Linked DNA regions of Mus musculus: region 2 is linked to region 1. A link is a contact called in public promoter capture Hi-C data. All regions are on one chromosome and are shown on one strand. Each heading gives the region's core, a stretch centred on a gene start, on an enhancer-like site or on the middle of the called end of the contact. The rest is flanking DNA. Distances are from core to core; before and after follow the strand shown.

Region 1 (6,575 bases), core at 847-3,346:
AGAAACCTCATCTTAAAGCAAAAACAAAAACAAAAACAGAAAAAGAAAAAGAAAGAAAAACAACAAAATAAACCCAAAACAAAACAAAACAAAAAAAGAAAAGAAAAAGAGGCCATCTGTCTGAGGAGGAGAGAGAGGAGAGACATGGAAAAGGTTGGAGGGGAGAAATAGAAGAGGAAAGTGATGTAATTATATTTTTATTTAAGTTTTTTATTAAAAATAAAACTTTTAGCACATTATAACCAAAGGCCAGCAGGAAGAGTTGACCAGGAGGGCCAGTGGCCCTGGACTTACACCTGTCAATAGTCTCACAGGTGGACTTTGAGTTGTTATTTCCAGTGAGGTCAGTGGACAATCACAGGGCTATTTCAGCAAGGCTGGAGAGGTAAGGTCCCCAAAGCTTCTAGCTGTGCCTTATTCCTTCCCCACATAGAATCGACCAGAGTTTCTTCTCAAAGAGAAAACATTTTTGTGTATATAAAAAGCATTACTTCTTTAAAGGAAATGTTTCAAATAACATTTTTTTTGAGGCAGGTAAGAGGTTGGAACTCACTTTGTAGACTCAGCTGACTTGAACCCACAGAGATCTGTCTACCCTTGCCTTCTGAGCGCTGGGATTAAAGGTTGTGTGCCACCATGACTGGCAACAACTTTTAAAGACTATTTCCTTTTTAAGTGTGTCTAGGTGTGTGTCTGCATGTGGGCGTGGGCATGTGAATACAGGCACCAGATAAGGCCAGAGGTGTTAGATCCACTGGAACTGGAGTTACAGAGGACTGAGCTGCTGGACGAGTACTGGAAACCAAACTCAGGGCCTCTAGAAGAATAGCAAGTGCTCTGGACCTAGCTTTCCAGCCTCTCAGATACCACAACTTTTTTTTTTTTTCCAGCCAGGGGGTAGTGCAGAGTTAGGTGGATATGAGTTTGAGGCTAGCCTGGTCTACAGAGTTAGTTCCAGGACAACCAAGGTCACATAGAGAACCCTATCTAGAAAAACAACAAAAAATATATTTATGTTCATGAGCTCTCTGCATGTCAGAAGATGACATCAGATCCCATATTAGATAAATTGTGAGCTGCCATGTAGTTGCTGGGAATTGAACTTAAGACCTCTGTAAGTGTTCTTAACTGTCTAGTATTTTTTTTTTTCTAGCTACAAACAACACAGCTTCTCCAATGCCAACATTTGGCATTTTTTTCTTTCTTTCTCTCAGATAAATAAACTGTAGCTGTTTTCAGACACACCAGAAGAGGGCATCCGAACTCATTACAGATGGTTGTGAGGCACCATGTGGTTGCTGGGATTTGAACTCAGGACCTTCAGAATAGCAGTCCGTGCTCTTAACCGCTGAGCCATCTCTCCAGCCCCCATTTGGCATTCTCTAAGTGTGCTACTTGCCTTGAGGGAAACAGTAGCACAGGCCTGCTTCTAGCCCCATATACATAGGAGTTACTCAAGATTGAGCAGGCTAGCCAGGCTCAAAACTTTGTCATGTTTATCAGGGGGCAAATTCTGTATCTGCTGGCTATTATTCAGGCAAGATGTAGCTTAATTACCCTGGGATGGCCCTGCAGTCAGTCCTACCTGCTCTGCTTTCTCAGCCTATTCTTTGTTCTCAATTGTGACCTCACATTGTTCCATATGAGCCCCTTCCCGGACCCTTTCCCTTCTGGACTCTTCCCTGTAATAGAGCTAGGGATATTGTGCTGACAGCAGAGATGGGTCGTGGGTATTGAGTACAACACTTATTGACCAGGGATGGATATCAGTCTAATTGAGTGGTCCCAGTTTTTCATGGCCAAACTGACTCAGTATCCTCTATCCTGTGGCGGCCACTAGATCAGGAACAGGAACAAGGGAAACCGAAGACTGGAAATTAAGCAGAACAGAAGAGCAGAGAGCCTTGGAAGTGGGAGGCAGAAGAGTTAAATGATGCTATCTTTCTTTCTATGGAGAAAAGGAGACAAGACCTGATCCTTACAGGAAGCTTGCCAGACTAGGTCTGAGTGATGAGGTGGCCTTGCCTCACCCCACCCCCAGCTGCCTTCCTCACAATGGGGCTCATTGCTGAGGTGTCAGAGGGCATCCTAGGGAGGGCGAGGCAGGGGCCTGCTTGCCAGATACCTGCAGGGCTCCGGTCCCTTCAAGCATGAACCTTACCATCTGGGCTCCAGCACTCCCACTGTGCTCTTAGTTCTCTGTGAGGCCTAGGGCCCTGGAGGACTTCTTGGGGTTCCTCCAGCAACCATCATGCAGGGTGGTGCTGGGGACCGCTCTCTTGCTCGGAGGTGGAGGCCTCATGCTGTGGGCTCACAGGAAGAAAAGGAAGGCAGCCACTGAGACTACAGAAGACAAGCCTCTGGAATCCCACCGAGCAAATGACAGCTGGATCAAATCTCACTTCAGCCGCCTATCCGAGGAGAGGTTGCCCACCTACCGCTATGTCAGCAACAATGGCCACTCACCTGAAAGCAGGCATGGGGAAGTCAATACCACCCTCCACGTGGATACCCTCACCACCAAACACGGAGAAAGGGGCGCGGCTCTGCACCGAGATTCGTTTGCCAGCAAACAGAAGATATCTGGAAGCTCAATGACCAAAGAGATGCAGAGGGAGTCAGGGAAGTCCCCGTCCATGGAGGATGACACCTGGGCTGCTGTGGCAGCTTGTACGAAGGAGATTGATGCCAAGGGGCATCGCGTGGCTAACTCCATGCTGCAGCGCTCCACAACTCACCGTCGTAAAGGCCATGCAGAATCCAGGAACATCAGCCCAGAAGAGCTGAAGGCTCTGGAGGAGGTGGAGATAAAACTGAAAGGGAATTTCCTAACTCACCATGAAACTGGAGTAGCTGGGGCCAACCAATCGCACACAGTCTATAGCCAGAGTCGCCATAGTAACCAAAGCCACCATTCCTATCCAAGCCACCAGAGCAACCAGAGTCATCCCGTTTACTCCAGCTACCAGGGTCATCATCCAAGTCACTTGAGCCCCCAGAGTTATCCAAGTTACTCAAGTCACCAGAGTCATCCGGGCCACTCCAACCACCAGGGTCATTCAGGCCTCTCAAGCCACCAGACTCATCTGGGCCACTCCAACCACCAGGGTCATCCAGGTCACTCGAGTCACCAGAGTCACCAGGGTCAGCCAGGTCACCCAAGCCACCAGAGCCATAATCTGCCCAACCGCAGAAACCCAATCTATGGCTCTTGAAACCATGTGTCCCTGCCCCCCACAGGGCTGGCTCTCATACATAGGCCTGTTTTCTCTTCTATGGGGAAACCTACGCGGTCAGGGTAAGAGACTGCCAACCAAATTCCTGCTGCTTCTGGCCCCAGCAGAGGTCATGAGGGAAGGAGGAAAGGACGCAGCTTCAACAGCCCAAAGGCCCTGATGACCCACGAGAGAAGACAGGAGGCAGATTACAGGAGCAACCACAAGCCCCACACTGACTCCACATGCCTGAATGGAGCCAATAAAGCCCTGCACACCCTCACTCTGTGTCCAGGGGCTCTGTAGTCAACTGACATCTGGGCAGGGTTGGAAGAGAGGGTATGTCCCCAGCAGTGCTGCAAGTGGGCCTTGTCTGGGGCCCTTTCCATTGCATCAGACTTAGCATCAGAACAGCCTCCCCTGGTCTGGGTTAGGGTACTGCCAGAGACCCCAATCCAATCTGCCTACTGTTGCCAAGAAGTAGGATATAGCCAGATGCTTGGGAAGAGGAACCAGGGACAGGCTTTCAGACAGGTGGGACTTTAGGCCCCATCCTCTTGGTGCCATCTCAAGTTTCTAGAGTCCACAGAGATCCATGTGTCCACAGCTGGAAAGCTGTATGAGACATAGCTGGGTCATGTCGCCATTGCTTGACTTGTGACTGTGGCTACTATAGATGCTGCCAATATTAAGACTACTTACGGTTACCACTCACGATTTTGTTTTTGAAACTGTGTGGCTCAGTCTGTCTTGGAACTCATTGTGTAAACCAGGCCGGTCTTGAATTCACAAAGATATGCCTGGCTCTGCCTCCTGAGTGCCCTGCTGTGCTTCTTTTAAGTAGATGCGTTGTGTTAAGCCACAGCCATGGGGATGTCTTCTCTGTCATAAACAAGGTTCCTGAGGTTCAGAGATAGAACTACTCCTGGATGACTTAGTGAGATTTTTAGATCCATCTTGCCCCACAGTCCCACAGTCTCCTGACCTCTGCTCAGAGATTGTCTCCCTGTCCTCTTCTGTCCTGCCTCTCAGCCTATCCGTGACATCCCTCCACACCCTGCCACTTCTGCCCGCCCACAAAAGCCTGGCATTCTTCCAGTGTCTGCCTCCTGGGCCTCAAGGAGTAAGAAGTGACCCTCTACTCCCACATCAAGCAGCCACTTCTGCAATTCTTTGGACAGGTCCCCGAGTCACTGCTGACCTCCAAGTAAATCTTTGGCATAGATTTGAATCTGTTACACATTTGCCAGGGAGGTTACCAGTCGGTGGGCCTTAGACCTCTGGGGCGAAGCACGGCCAAGTTCATAAATACCTTAAATGTGGTCAGTTGCTTTTTATGGAGTTTGATGGGAAGTAGTTTTATTTTCTGGGCATCCCTAGTGTGAATCTGTATGCATTACATTCATTTTAAATGTTTAAACTTTTCTGTGGGCATATGATGCATCTGTGTAGAGATCAGAGGGCAGCTTTATGGAGTCATTTCTTTCCACCTTTGCGTGGGTTCCAGGTGTGAACCCAGGCCAGCAGCTTTTATCAAGGTGCACAGAGCTTTTTAACCACTGAACCACTGCCCTAAATGTACATGGATTTTTATTTACATCGAATAAACATAAACTTAGGGAAATGGAGAAAGAATTCCTCCAAGTGAGAGGGGTTCTGTGAAAGGAATGCCTTATAATTGCATATTTTAAATTTTTCATAAAGGTTTGACGTGAGGAGGTAGAGACGAGTGGATCTCTGGGGCTTCCTGGCCAGCTGCCATAACTAACTTAGTGTGCTCCATGCTAGGGAAAGACTGTCTCAGAAAACGGGATGGACAGAAGCAACAATTGAGGTTGTCCTCGGGCCGCCACATGGACACACACATATGTACACACATACACATGTGGACACACGTGGACCAGTACATATACAGCCACCCACAGATACAAATACACTTTATTTGGAAAAAAGGGGGGTCAATCAGTGGAAAGTATTGTAGGCTGCAAACTTGTATAAAAAGCAAGAGTGGTGAAATTTGGCATCTGAAATAGACAAAACATACAAGCACAGGACTGGAGATATAGTTCTATGTTGGATAAAGCCCCTGGTTGCTGTGATCAAGGTCTTGGATTTGTTCCTCTGCTCAGAAAAAAAAGCAAAGGAACATATATTTGGGACATCTTAAAACCATGTACTCAAAGACTTACATAAAATTTCAAATTAGCTCACAATTTTGGAATTTTTTTTTCAAAGTTTCATGCAGGCACAGTGGTGCACAGATGCAATTTCAGTACGTCAAAGATGGAGAGGCAGGAGTGTCCCGAGGTCACAGTCACCCTCAGCTCCATAGTTTGAGGCCAGCCCAAGCAACAAGTGATCCTGTGTCAAACAAATTTGAAAGTATTTCAAGTTGACTAAGTTAAGTGTTCAGCTAGCACCCATGTTAATTCTTGGTTCTGTTTGTTGTGCTGTAAGGAAGATGCTATCGGCATTCTGCACTTTCTGTCTGTCTTCAAAATCCAAAGCTGAAACACTTGCCGACAACCCACGAGGACATACACGTCAAAGTTTTATTGTAGTCTTGTTGTAAGCAAAATGGCCCAGAGGCAGGCCACTCAAATAGATTCTTGGTGAGGACATTTTTATTAGGGAAAAGAAGAAACGGCAGATGACTGAAATTAAGGCTAGGCACAAAAGCAGCTAACCAGCCCTAGACCCTGGCCTGAGTCAGCTGGGAGGTGGCTGGCTTCCCAGTCCCTGGCCTCATCCCACTGAAGTTCATTGGGAAATTGCTTAAGCATTTTGCTAAGCTTTTTATTCCCAGAGGGTAGTTATAAATTAGATCACATTCAAAAGAACTCTGCCTCAGGCCTGCAGTTTATGATGGTTATTTTGTTTGTTTGCTATTTTGTTTTGGGGACCTTTGTAGTCCTGGCTGTCCTGGAATTCACTCTGTAGATCAGGCTAGCCCTCCAGCTCAGATATAGGATAATGACTTTATACAGCAAATTATCAACACCCACCTCAGAGAGTCTGTATTGGACATCATGAACAGGGCCACTGTCCCTGACTGAATGATTCCAGGCCAAGCAAGAAGAGCCACACTCCTGCTTTAAGGTGAACTTTCTTCTAACTCCAAAAGTCTTGTATACCTAATGATTCCAGGCCAAGCAAGAAGAGCACACAGTAGGGCAGCAGGATGCTGTGGGCTTCAGGACCCAGAGGGACAGGGATTTGAGATACTTAACAGCTTTTGAAATTTTGAAGTATCTCTGCTGGGGTTGAAACAAAATCAAACCACGAACAACTGTGCTGAGGCAGGAGAATGGCAGTGTGTTGGGACAGAACCCTGACAGATTTGCTTCTGTGGTTCTTAGG
Region 2 (6,847 bases), core at 3,531-6,030, 1.7 Mb after region 1:
TAAACTTTTTTAAAGGTTTTTTTTTTTTTTACTAGATTGTTCAATCAATGACTTATTAATCAGACTTTGCTTCCTAAGTGCCAATGATACAGTACCTGTTTCTCCTGAGTCATTATGATTAAACAGCTCCTGTCACTTAATTGTATCTGTTGCATTACAGTGGTGTGTCGCTTAACAAGGATGAAAAACGCGTCATGGGGAAATTTCATTCTGCAAAGTCACACGGATCAGTAAAGCAGTATCAGTGGGCAGTAGAACCTTATGAGACTACGGCTGTGTGTGTACATCATTGTGTTGATTGAAATGTGCTGAAAGGCATATATATATATATGTGTGTGTGTGTGTGTGTGTGTGTGTGTGTGTGTGTATCATATACATATATATTTTTTTCATGCTGAGCCATTAAAAGATGTTTGTGGAGACAGATAAGGGAAGATTTGGAGGTTGAGGTTATAGCTGGGAGGTACAGAGCTCTTGCCTAGCCTAAATAAAGTCCTAGGCTGCACCTCTACAATTGAAGAAGAAAAGAAATGAGGAGAAATCCTCTTACATAAGACCAACTTTCTGACTCCTTTATTATCTTACAGTCCTTTAAAGTACAGCCTTTAAGTATGAGTGGTAGCTCTTACGAAGAGGAAGTTCGCTAAGGAAATAAGAAGTCTAACTTGAGAGAGTGGGAGCATTCCTAAAATTTTGCATATGTTGGACTTGGGCTTCATCTTCAAGGTCCTAGAAGAGCTGGCAATGTTAAAAAAAAAATCCTAGTGTTTGTCTTTACAGGACGGGGATCACCACACTATTTGCCTTTCGTGTAAATTTTATATTCAGTGAGTTATAGAACCTTGCAGATTTTCCTTCTTCCCAAAGTAGATATCCATTTTTGTGTCTCCAACCTCATTTGGGAGTGGAAAGAGACGTATTGGTGTTTCTGCCAGATAGCTATGATACATTATTCTTTATAACGTGTTGGGTGTAGAATAATTCTCTTAAACTTTCTGGATCCCTGATTCCTGATTGGTAAAACAAGAATAAAAATACCTACTTTGTAGAATTGTTGAAAGAATTAGATGAGATGAAAAGGAGTGCCTAATGAAAAAATGATTTGTTTAAGAAATCTACAATGGCCAGACAAGGTGATGCATGCGTGGTATTTCAGTACTCAGAAGGCTGAGGCAGGAGGCCAGTGGAAGCTACACAGAGAGACTCTGTCCAGACATCATAGAGAAGAACACTGTAATGTTATAGATAGCCATTAGCTGCAAGTTCTCTTAATGCCTGTAAGCCATCAATGAAATCAATAAAGGTGGGCTGGTAAGAGGCTCAGAGGGTAAAAGTGTTTGCTACGCAAGCCTAATGGCCTGAGCTCAGTCCTCAGGACTCATGGTGGAAGACGAAGGCAGTCTCCTAAAAGCTGTCCTCTGACCCCTACCATATGTGTGCTGTGGTACACACATGCCCACACTCACACACACAACACACATCCCACATACACACAGCACACATCTCTGACACACATTAATAATGGTTAATAAAATGTTTAAAAATCATGAAGGCAATGCGAGCTGCTAGCAGAATACCTGTTACTTCATTCTGTTAGTTTCTTTGAACATATCAGTGTTCAACTAAAGATCCGTATAGTATATTCTCATCTTAAACTACTCAGAAATCATGGTGTTTTGTTGAATGCCTTGCCTGCTGATTACTTAAGACCAGACAGGAAAAGAAACTAAATTAGGTTAGATGTTTGCTTTTAAAGTATTTATTCCTATTGTGAGTGATCATTTCTTTTAATTCTCAAAACATTCTTTACTTAACGAACTATTCTGGTTATTTCCAATAGTTGAAATTAGACTTGTGTGTGTGTGTGTGTGTGTGTGTGTGTTGTGTGTTGTGTTATAGCATCTCTCTATCCTTACCTATTAAAAATACTGTGACGTATTTGCCCATTCAGTCTTCTAATCCTTTTACTATTCTCAGTGATTCCATGTAATGGTTTTGGTATTTCTTGTGTAAGTTCTCATAAAACCTATTTTAGGTTTGCAAAAGCTTTGCTGTTCGTTCTCCGGCTTCCAGTGTCTAATATAAAAAGCAAGTTTCAGAAGCCTGGTTTTCTCACGGCTCCAAGAAAAGCTACTGTTAACAATTCATTTGAAAGCCAAACATATTGGCTGACACTTGGGAAGTTGAGTCTGGATGGATGAACATGACCAAAGTACATTGTGAATCTTTGCAAAAGTCTCATGATGAAACTTTTTGCATTGTACGAATGCCATATGCCACAAATAAAGCCACATTTTGTTATCTGTGCATGCGTACGAGGGCATGCGCAGAGATCACCCGGAGCTGCTTCCCTCTCTTTGCCTTATGGGTTCCAGGGATTGAGTTCAGGTGGACAATGTTTAGCAGCAAGAACCCCCTGAGCAATCTCACAAGTCCTAAACCTAAAACAAGTAGTTTGGTAGGAACTTTCAGGTTAGCTATAGCTCATTTAAATGATTGAGAGGGTCAATGACTAACATTTTAAAAATATACTATACTAAGATATTAAAAATATCAGTGCAGAAAAGCAGCTTAGTGACTTGCTGGATTAAAACAACATTTGACAATTCCTCATAGCTCTGTGTGCCAGTAGGGTGATTGTTCTGATCCTCCTGGGATTACCTCTGGGCCAGCATCCACCTGGAAAGTCAACCGGAGTGGTGGTCTTGGAAGGTGTCAGTCACAATCTTGGACTACAGCCAGAGTCAAGATGAATTACGCAATCTCTCTCTGTTCGATCTGTGTCGTCGTCCCCCCCCCCCCCCCCCGGTATCTAATCTTTTGGTAGTTCGCTATCACATTTCAGGAAATGAAGTGAAGGCAATGAGAAAGACACGCGTGCTCTAGGGTCTGGGCTTGATTCTTTACCCAGGATCATCCCTGCCACATTTTCCTGATCAAAGCAAACGCAGCCATTCAAAAAGTCCAAAAGACAAATTCTTCTTTCTTCAAAGAGTTGTGAAATTTTCATGGCCACAATTTATCACCACTTCAGAAATTTTTTGACACACTCAGCTTTTTTTTTTTTTTTTTTTTTTTTTTTTTACTGAATGCCCTCCCTTCCATCAGAAATCGACACCATTCTAAAGTCCAGTAGCTATTGCTCTCGCCTCAATGGAACCATCAGTTATGAAAGTATCTACTGAGTTTAAATGCCTCTGGGGAGTACCACTGGTTTTTTTCTGGCTTAGGACTGTGACAAATGTAGCAAATCCCTCAGTTTAGAAAAATAAATATGTTTCTATTTTTTTATGTTATATTTCGCTAGCAGAAAGTGAAAATGTGATGCGCTGAATATCTTCAGATCTCCTTTTAATTAGAACATCCTGAGTGAAGACATGCCTGCTGACATGGCAAACATCACAGACTGAAGGATTATGTTTTTTTGCAACTGGTTTTGCAATCAACACAAACACAAGTTTAATTCTGAAGCTGAATAGCAAAACTCATTTATAATGTCTTATTTGAATAAACAAGAATATAAGTCAGGTGTGGTGGTGCTCAGAAGACACAGGCAGGCAGATCTCCGTGAGTTCCAGCCCAGCCTGACCTACAAAATGAGTTCCAGGGTTCCACATTGAGATTGTGTCCCCAAAAGAAAACAAAACAAAACCAAAAAAAAAAAAAAAACCCAAGATAAGTAAAGAATATATGAATTGTTTCTATTACCAACAAAACAGCATGTCTTAACTGGAGGGAGAGAGGCTATGCGCAATTGGCATAAAATTTCAGTTTTGCAAGATAAAAAGTTCTAGAAATTGGTTAACAATATAAGTCCACTTAGCACTGCTGAATTATATACTTAGAACTCATCAAGATGATATATTTTATGTTATGCACCTTTAAATGCTACTACACAAATAATACTTGATAATTATGGAAAAACAAAGATACAATAGAAAATAAAAAGAGCCAGGCGGTGGTGGCACACGCCTTTCCCAGCACTCGGGAGGCAGAGGCAGGCAGATTTCTGAGTTCGAGGCCAGCCTGGTCTACAGAGTGAGTTCCAGGACAGCCAGGGCTATACAGAGAAACCCTGTCTTGAAAAAAACAAACAAACAAACAAACAAACAAACAAAAAGCAACAACCAAAAAAAAAAACCCTACCTAATCCTGCCAATAAGACTAACATTTTATTGCTCAAATTATGTTCATTGATCCACAATGCTTTCGCTCTTTGATATAACTTGACTTTTTCAAACAAAGTTTATATTACTTTAAACCGTGTTTTATGTTTATCATAAGTTCTTAATCAAAAAACTCAGAGGAGCCAGGCATGGTGATGCATGCCTTTAATCCCAGGACTTGGGTGGATATCTGTGAGTTTGAGGCCACCATGGTCTATAGAGTGAGATCCAGGACAGCGAGTGCCACACAGAGAAACCTGGTCTCAAACCAGACAAAACAACAATCAGAGGTATGGGTATTTAACATCTCTGTGAACTCTTAACCGAGTTCAAACTGAAGTAAAACCCCACATGCAGGGATGCATAGGTTGTGTACTGGACTTCCGACCTGCCAACTGCATTAATGTCTCTGATTGGTTCTTTCTAGATTTGGTCACACTACAGGGGCAGGGCTTTGGAGAAGTGATAAGCCTCCCAGTATCTGGTGATTCCCAGTCACATGTCTGCTCACTGGGATGACATAGCATTCATCTAGCAAAGTTAACTATTAAGTTGTCAGGATGAAAGGTCAGGAGACTTGCCTTTAATTGGGCAGTGAGGATGGGAAAAGCACATTGCTCCTTAACATCTGCTTCCCTTGAGGCAGATGGTAAAGAAGAAACAAGACAATCATAGAAAGTCATCGTAACAGAAGTGCCCTGGAAATCACGATGGACGAATTCTGCAACTCTACTTTTTGGGTGAGAAATTACATTGATTCTCATGGTTTCCTCTTCTCAAACTCAGGCAAGCATGGCTATCGGTATGAACCGGTAAATTTAGAGGTTTATTTGGCCTAAAGTTCTGTTTTTTAAGAAAAAGAAATTTTAATTTAGCCACATGATTATAACACGTGGGAAAGGCATTCCTTTTTTTTTTTTTTTTTCTTTAGCATTTTCTTAGTGCACTGCAGATGATTTTCTCGGACTAGCTGCAGAAGAGCCTCTTATCAGAGAAATAAAGAAAAATGCACTTTCTTCAGTCCTAGGAAGGGAATTGTTGTAGGGTAGGAGGAAAAGAGAAGGCAAATGTCTGAGCTTTTGGGTGATGTACTGATGTAATTAGTGAAATTCCATAATGTTGAGAGGAGCAGGGAAGACATTAGATAGTCCTTAATGTGTTAGGAAGAACTTAAGCCCCCAAGCCTTCATGGCCAAGACATGAAAACTATTAAAAGGTAGCTAATCATCTCTTGAGAATCCCCTTTGAAGGTCAGGTATGGTGGGCATGATGGCACACACCTTTAATCCCAACACTTGGGAGACAGAAGCAGACAGGTCCCTGTGTGTTTAAGACCAACTTGGTCTACCAGGCAAATTCTAGGACAACCAAGGCTGTTACACACACAGAGAGAGAGAGAGAGAGAGAGAGAGAGAGAGAGAGAGAGAGAAGAGAGAAGAGAGAGAGAGAGAGGAGAGAGAAGAAGAAGAAGAAGAAGAAGAAGAAGAAGAAGAAGAAGAAGAAGAAGAAGAAGAAGAAGAAGAAGAAGAAACAGAGACAAACAGAGACAAACAGAGACAGAGAGGGAGACAGACACAGAGAGAGACAGACAGACAGAGACACAGAGACAGAAACAGAGAGGGACAGAGACAAAGAGACAAACAGAGAGGGAGAGAGAGACAGACAGAGACACAGAGAGACAAAGAGAGAGACAGAGACATACAGAGATAGAGACAGAGAGATACAGACAGAGAGACACACACAGAGAGAAAATTTCTTTTTAGAATTCTACAAATCATCTTGTCTGATACTTTGACCTTTCCTTTAGAGCACCAGTACCCACAGATCTGTTTAAAAGTATCTATGGAAAAAGAAAATCTACCTTTGTCTGATCCTGATACAGGAACTGCTACGTCCACACAACTCCGTCTCCAAGGACTCTTTATTACATGAAACTCTTGTTTAAAACATGTTTTTTGCCCAACAGTGCATTGTTATCTTGACACTGAAATGTACCAGGTCCTCTTGCTTTTGATATGAGCCTTCTCAGCCATAGTAGGCTAAAGTCATAGCATGTCTAACCATTCTGTCTGGTGTCTGCAGGTTAGAATATCTACCAGTGTGTTCAAATAGTGCTAGAAACCACGTAGCGTGCTCTTAGACCTGGGAAACTACTTTCCCCTTTGGAGAGAGGAATACTCTTTCTTCTTTCCATAATTTGGAAAATATTTTAGTAATTTTTATGCAGACTAGTCAGTGTAGACATTCACTTAAAATCACATGAAGATACGTTTTGAGAGGAGGAAAGCCACTACATGTCATTAAATGGTGACTGTGTTTTAGTGTATTAATGATGAGCCTGGAAATACACATAGTTATAAAGTAAAGCTTGTTATTGTTATAAATGTGGAGTTGAATTCAAGTTGATTGAAAGCATTTGGAGAATGTTGGGAGAATGGGATGTCTTTTAAAAGTATGTACCCACCAGTCTTTCCCTTTTGGTCCTCCAGAATCTCTCATTATTGAAAAGTCCGGAAGCCGACCTGCCTCTTTGTTTTGAACAAACTGTTCTTGTGTGGATTCCCTTGGGCTTTCTTTGGCTCTTGGCGCCTTGGCAACTTTACAGAATATACAGATCCAGGACCAAGAGATTTGCTATAACTAAATTCTACCTTGCCAAGCAGGTACAGTAACTCCACTGT

Evidence for each region. Promoter capture Hi-C pulls out the DNA fragments that hold promoters and counts their contacts.
Region 2: a contact with region 1 is called in a promoter capture Hi-C map of liver, with 5 times the contacts expected there. The contact joins the promoter of Abcc2 here to the promoter of 4933411K16Rik in region 1. A contact is called at or near these places in 4 of 39 promoter capture datasets (hematopoietic stem and progenitor cells, liver and pre-B cells).

What each region holds. Positions count from the first base shown.
Region 1 is chr19:42,050,132-42,056,706 of GRCm38.p6, forward strand. 4933411K16Rik (RIKEN cDNA 4933411K16 gene) reads left to right here and starts at 2,097. Exons shown (of 1, transcript NM_025752.2): 1 at 2,097-3,497. The coding sequence starts at 2,301. The coding sequence ends at 3,215. The region is part of intron 1 of Hoga1 (4-hydroxy-2-oxoglutarate aldolase 1); the gene reads left to right.
Region 2 is chr19:43,777,528-43,784,374 of GRCm38.p6, forward strand. Abcc2 (ATP-binding cassette, sub-family C (CFTR/MRP), member 2) reads left to right here and starts at 4,781. Exons shown (of 32, transcript NM_013806.2): 1 at 4,781-4,906; 2 at 6,656-6,829. The coding sequence starts at 4,877.